Regions from separate parts of the Mus musculus genome. Here region 1 is linked to region 2. A link is a contact called in public promoter capture Hi-C data. All regions are on one chromosome and are shown on one strand. The core of a region is the stretch at or near the end of the contact, and the rest is flanking DNA. Distances in the headings are between cores, read along the strand shown.

Region 1 (3,246 bases), core at 223-2,722, 720 kb after region 2:
CCTGGCTTTTATCCTTGCACACCAAAATCAAACAAAACACACCAAAAAAAAAAAAAAAAAAAAAAACCCACAAAAACAAATAACCAAAAATGAAAACAGAAGACGTTAAAAGATCTTCCCTACTCGGGCCATAAAATGCTGTCCCAATGGCATGATACGGCCAAGGCACTAGTGAGCTTACAACCGCTGTAGTTGCCTGTATGGGGCCCACCTAAGACTGAACTCACGAGCATTCGGTCTTAGACAGAGGAGGGGTCAGTGGGGTCCCACACACCCAGGGAAGCTAGCGGAAGCCTGACCTGCTGCAGGACAGAAAGTCATTTCTTTAGTGATGCCGCCACCCACGAGTGACATCACTCCATCCACACCCACGTGAGTGATCTGGTTAAACTCAGTGGGTCACAAAACAAAAAACAAAGTAAAATCAACAAAACTAAAAGTCAAGAAAATATGGTGACGCTTTGGTGAGAGGACAGGAGGCACAGTGGGAGGTGTGGGCACAGAGCGTAAGGAGGGTGAAGGGATACCTGTGAGCAGAATGTATTATATACATATATGAAATTATCAAAGAAATTGATTTAAAAACTCAAATCTCATCAGGCTCAGGAAAATATATGAACAAAATAAGAATATCCAAAATATAAAAAGGACTAAATAATTTTTTAGAGCTAAAGAACAATTGAATTAGAAAGATATTCAAAGCATAAGCAGGACTACTAAGATGGCTCCGTGGGTAACAGCACTTGCCACCAAGCCTGAGGATCTGAGTTCAATCCACGGCACGCACATGGTGGAAGACCCCAGCTCTGGTCAGTTTTCCTTTAGCTTCACACCTGTGCCCTGATACACATTCACGTAATTTTAAATTCTCAAAACAGCCAGGTGTGGCAGCTCAAGCCTCTGATCCCAGCTCCTGGTGGGCAGAGGCAGGCAGATCTCTGTGAATCTAATGCCAGCCTTTCCACAGAGTAAGTCCCAGGCTGACTAGACCCACGTAGCAAGTTCCTAAATCAGATAATCTTTCTGAAAAGCATATTATTTATCTTATGTTATTTGGAGGTATACTTTTGAAAACTAAGGTTTTTTATGACTAGAGCAAAAACACTCCCTGCTCCTACACAAGACATATCGATGAAATAAGTTTTAAAAGGCTCCCCGAAAGCCGGACGTGGTGGCGCACCCAGCACTCAGGAGGCAGAGGCAGGCAGATTTCTGAGTTCGAAGCCAGCCTGGTCTACAAAGTGAGTTCCAGGGCAGCCAGGGCTATACAGAGAAACCCTGTCTTTAAAAAAAAAAAAAAAAAAAAGGCTCCCTGAGTAACTCCAAAGGTCACCAACTTTGGGAGCCACCCTAGATGAAGGGTAAGGGGTGTGAAATGTCGGACACCCGGACATGTGTGGAGGAATAGACACTCTAGCTGAGCCCTTACCACTTCCATGCCAGGAGCTGCCTTTGGTCTGGCGCCGGGAGTCTGACACAGAATGTGGAATTTGGAACGCTCACTGGAACCTGGCACTGCGGACCCTTCTGAACAGATGATTACGGCCGTCTGACCAGGCAGCTCGAATTCACAGAGCCAGTCTACCCCTTCGGAGGGCTGGCCAGCTCTGCCACAAAGAGTCCGAGAGAGGGTTCCTTGGCACCTGGACTGTGGCTGGGCTTGTCTTTCACGCTCAGAATCTCAATTAAGTAGGCACAGAGTTGGCCCCACTCTGGGGTGGGCTTCCCTTAACTGACATGTGTACAGACCCAGTCAGCCAGTTTATTAATTTACTAATGAAAAATACAGCTGCCGTGCTGGTGGGTCATGGCCTCTCTTATTTGGCCTGTGGAGCCAAATCGGAAGGCTGTTTAATGAGAAAGCCGTCTAACGACAATTCACCAGATGGTCTTTAAGAGAGCACTCCTATCACAGGCTGCTGGGCTTCTTTTCATGGTGGAGGCACTTCTCCATGCCCAGACAGGGCCAGCTTCCACCGTGCAGGCTCCACAGTGAGGCTGCCTGAAGCTCCCACCCCGCTCTTCACTGACCACGCATGTGATTTTGCTGAAGCAGCCGGATCCCCTCCCCCAGCCCCCCCAGCTTCCTCAGGAGTATAATGGAACGTGACAGCATCTACATAGCGTGGCCTTAAATGAAAGGGAGGGTTTATCATAGTGGTACGCAGAGTCGGTCTTCGTGGACGCTAATTGCCTCGGACAACCCTATTTGCCGCTTCACATTGCAGCCCCTGTTTGAACATAAAGGATCTAGAGCAGACCTGACTCTCACTAGCTTGGCCTCCTTGTTAAACTTAGTAACCCTGTCTGGAGTTCACGGACTCTTCTAACATGTCTCGGTGTCCTTGTCCCCAGTCCAGACACAGCCAGACTCTCAGAAATAGTGGGTAAAGTTCTGAATTCCGAGGCCCTGGTCTGGGGGTGAGGGTGGATCATCTCATAGCTAGTTGCAATTCCCCCTTCCTGATGCTGCAGTCCACAAGCCTTGTGGCTCCCTCCCTGGGCACCAGCATTCGTTGGTACTGGACTTGGAAGCAGCTGTGGGGTGGACTGGGCTGAAATTCAGGCCTGGATGGGCCGGGCTGAAATTCGGGGCTGGAGCAAATGTGTCTACAGGAACTCGGTATCCAGGTCACGTGTCTGGCAGATGTAACTTTCTGCCTGTCTGGGACAGAGATTATGAGCTCACACTGGCCTGTGATTTAAGCAAAACAGCAAACCAAACTGAGAAACCTCATGATTGCTTTTGCACAAGGCCTTGGAAGTGGCATTTGCCCAGCAGATCAGATCTCTAAGGCACACATAACTCCCAGCATCTACCCCACACACAATAGCAGGGTCTCTTTGCTGCTTCAGACCCCAAATGCACAAGTCCAGTTCCACTTAGCAATGTTTGTTCACACTGCTCCCTCAAGTAAAATGTTCACTTGTCTAAATCTCACCTTCACTTTCGGATCTAGTTTGAGTCACACTGCTTCTTGGGCCTCTGGGCTCCTCTTTAAAATGACACCCACAAATATAAAATCACGAATTCTGAAATGTGCCCTCCACAGTCAGTGACAGTAAGGACGACCGCAGTGCGGCCAACATTCCTTGTTTAAAAACTAACTTACTTTGTGTGGAAGTGTTTGTGTCTCAGTGGGGACAGTGACAACTCAGAGCTGAGCCCAGGTCCGGGGACCCCATCGAGGCAGGTGCAGATGGATGCTGCTTCACTGATCGGACTTGGAGTCAGGAAAAATGCTC
Region 2 (3,524 bases), core at 608-3,107:
AGATAGCGGGTCCCAGCTGCTTTTATAACTTGCAAAAAAAGTGTTACACAGGATTGCTTTAGTGGTCCTCAACCTGTGGGTCTTGATGCTTTTAGAGTCAAACAACCCTCTTATAGGGGTTGCATATCAAATATTTACATTATGATTTATAACAACCTAGTATACCTCCCCTAGGCTGATGGGAAATAGAGTCTGTTTCCTGCTTCTACTTGGGAACTAGGAACCTTTTCTAGAGAAGGGATCTTGTCAGCAGAACTCTGTGACATTGTGACTACATTCCTTGTAGTCCATCATATCCCACACCCATGTCTGAAGAGTTGCGCTGACTTTTGATGAGCTCAGTGGAAGTCTCTGTGGGTCACGGCTCATTATTTCACAGTCCCACAGTGCCAGCTCAGACCATGTGACTCGGCACTTGCCAGGCCTGTGTCCCAGTCCCCACTTGTTGGTGTGACTGCAAATCCCTGAGATAATTGCTGTGTCAAGAGGAAGGGGGTTATTTGGCTTCACACTTGTGGAGCCCATGGCCAGTTGGCCACATTGCTCTGAGTTAGGGCATCAAGGTGGGAGTACAGAGAAGGAAAATCTACCCCTTTAATGGCTGGGAAACAAAGAGAAAAAGAGGAGGAGACCAGGGTCCCACAGTACTCATCAGGCACCTGTCCTTAATGACCTGGCCACCTCCCGCTAGGTCCTGGATCTTAAAGGCTCCATCACTTCCCAGCAGGACTTGGAGGGCAGTCGAGATCAGGCTATAGAGCCATCTCTGGAATATGAAGGCTTCTGTGTGCACTTCCCATCAAGACAGAATCCCAGTTGAGAGTTGCAATTGTTAGCAAGCATCTGAATGCAATGGAGAGGCAGGAAGGGTAAGAGCCCTTACCTTTACCCACCCAGGTCACACCTTATATCCTCACATAGAGATTTATGCTTTTCAGAACCATTTAAACATTGACTGTCTCATTCTAACTTCAGAACAGCTTTTATTATCTCCTTTTGACATATGGGGTGAGGGGGCAGTTGGTGGCAGGCAGAGTGTGTCACTGACCCAAGGTCACACAGTGAATGGATAGCAAGGTCTTGGCCTTTGCTCTTCCCTCACTGCTAGTCTCTTTTCATGGAGGCTGTGTCTGCTCACAGATGTCAGAGGTGCTCACTCCTCCAGCTCTGCCCACAGATGTCAGAGGTGCTCCCTCCACCCCTCCAGCTCTGCTCACAGATGTCGTAGGTGCTCCCTCTGCTCCTCCAACTCTGCCCACAGATGTCATAGGTGCTCCCTCCACCCCTCCAGCTCTGCCCACAGATGTCAGAGGTGCTCCTCCCACTCCTCTAGCTCTGCTCACAGATGTCAGAGGTGCTCCCTCCACCCCTCCAGCTCTGCTCACAGATGTCATAGGTGCTCCCTTTGCTCCTCCAGCTCTGCTCACAGATGTCAGAGGTGCTCCCTCCACCCCTCCAGCTCTGCCCACAGATGTCAGAGGTGCTCCCTCTACCCCTCCAGCTCTGCTCACAGATGTCATAGATGCTCCCTTTGCTCCTCCAGCTCTGCTCACAGATGTCAGAGGTGCTCCCTCTACCCCTCCAGCTCTGCCCACAGATGTCAGAGGTGCTCCCCCCACTCCTCCAGCTCTGCTCACAGATGTCAGAGTTGCTCCCCCCACTCCTCCAGCTCTGCCCACAGATGTCAAAAGTGCTCCCTCTGCTCCCAGCCCCCTCTTAGCCTCGGTTTTCCAGGATCATTGGAGGGGGGATGGACATTGTTTCTGTGGCTTCTCCTGTCTGTGGGCCACAGTTCGTGATGAATATGAAAGAAAATGGAAACAGCTCCTGCTTGCTTCCCACACAGGCGAGCTGAGCGGCTGCCTCTGACGTGAGAGCCGAGAGCCGGTGGGGATGGGAAGGTGGCTCTGACTCTCCCTTCTCCTTGGTTCCTGGCTGCCAAGCTGGGGAGAAGATCTAGAATCCCAGGCCTGATCCTCCAGTCAGCCCAGCTCCAGCCTCCCACATCAGTGGTCAGGCCTACTGACCTACAGGTTACAATTGCGTCCTTTCTCCAGGTCAGCAAACACACACCGTGGGCCTCATTTGTTGGCAAGTACTGTAAGAGGCAGGCACTGCAGAGGGCTGCATCCAGTTCAAAGTGTATTCCAAAAAGCATCCCCGCCACCCTTTCTGCGTACCAGATACTGGACATGAAGGGCTGAGACTCACTCCCTTTGATATTTTCTTGGACAGAGGTAGTTGCTGACTTATCTGGAGGCTCCAGTCCAGGACCATCAAATAGTGTGGCGCAAAGTCACTGTCTCTGGCAACAAAGGTAGCACATGTGGCTACTGAAGCCTATCTACATCTCAGAAAGAGTTGGAATATACCATTTCCCTCCTCCCCTCCCCTCCCCTCCCCACTCCTCCCCACTCCTCTCCTCTCTTCTCTTTCCTTCCCCTCTCCTCTTTCCTTCCCCTCTCCTCTCCTTCCCCTGCCTTCCCTCCACAAGCCTAGGTTGTCCTCAAACTCACCATCCTCCCCCTGTCCAGACTCCTTACTGCTGGCATTATAGTCACGTGACCTGACTTATGCCCAGTGTATGACCACATGGCTAACTTATGGCTAGTGGAATGTGGATGAAAGGACCCTCTTAGCCCATCCACAGTCTCTTCCTGGCCAAGCATTCCCTTTTGGTTGGCTTGCGTCAGCCATCGGAGCTGTCTTGGCCATGGGATGAAGGTGACAAACTCGGAGCGGGATGAATCTGGGTCTCCAGCCTCTCCCATGATGGAAGGAGCATATTCTGTCACCCCAGTGTAACAGTCTCAGAAACGGAGAAGCTGGCTTGAGCCAGGACCGTGCAATTAGGGTGGAGTTTGGATCTCTTTGAGCTGTATCTTCTGGCTTTGTGCTCTTGCCCGGAGTCCCTTTTGAGTATGGAAAGTATGCGAGAAGGGGGAAGGACTTGGGTCCCCCATTTCTGAAAGAGGAAACTGTGCTGAGGCCTCCAGGTCCGGTCAGGACTGGGTGACTGTGGACGGTCCGAGCACACTCAGTTGTCCCTGCCAGGTCAGGGTAGCAGCTGTTCTAACCAGGCTGATGCTCTCGAGAGGCCTTCTAAAGTGAAACCCAGAAAGCTGATGTGTTGGACCATGCCAGAGTTCTAGCTATCTTGGCTCTTACGGCATTAACCGTCCCCACCAGCGGAGGATAGCTGCTCTACCACGTGACTGATTGCCGAGGCTAACTGCCCTACCACGTGACTGATTACCAAGGCTAACTGCCCTACCACGTGACTGATTGCCAAGGCTAACTGCCCTATCACGTGACTGATTGCTGAGGATAGCTGCCCTACCATGTGATAGTTGCCCTACCACGTGCCTGACGGGCTTTTCCATTCTCCTGAGACCCCAAGTCATCGACTTTCAAACCCAAATTCTCTTAAGGAAATAGCGTCTTGAAAGTAGGGACGTGCTTCTGTTGGTAAAGTGCTCGCCACGCATGCCTAAGGACCTGGATTTAATCTCAACAGCCATGCG

The links. Promoter capture Hi-C pulls out the DNA fragments that hold promoters and counts their contacts.
Region 1: a contact with region 2 is called in a promoter capture Hi-C map of hippocampal neurons, with 2.3 times the contacts expected there. The contact joins the promoter of Atp6v1e2 here to the enhancer-like site in region 2. A contact is called at or near these places in 4 of 39 promoter capture datasets (the C10 cell line, hippocampal neurons, liver and 1 more) and 1 of 115 datasets of contacts at active chromatin or transcription factors (astrocytes).

The regions. Positions count from the first base shown.
Region 1 is chr17:86,946,415-86,949,660 of GRCm38.p6, forward strand. It overlaps Atp6v1e2 (ATPase, H+ transporting, lysosomal V1 subunit E2), which reads right to left and starts at 1,473. Exons shown (of 2, transcript NM_029121.3): 1 at 1,430-1,473.
Region 2 is chr17:86,227,189-86,230,712 of GRCm38.p6, forward strand. The region is part of intron 1 of Prkce (protein kinase C, epsilon); the gene reads left to right. It overlaps Gm52296 (a long non-coding RNA gene), which reads right to left. Exons shown (of 2, transcript XR_003952295.1): 1 at 2,517-3,524; 2 at 964-2,305. Among named protein-coding and RNA genes, the nearest start is that of Gm52296, 14 kb to the right of the region's middle. Within about 2 kb of position 1,858, at least 28 of the 459 cell types and tissues checked have an H3K27ac peak or open chromatin away from gene starts, as enhancers often do. A contact at or near this core is called in hippocampal neurons, where this site is marked.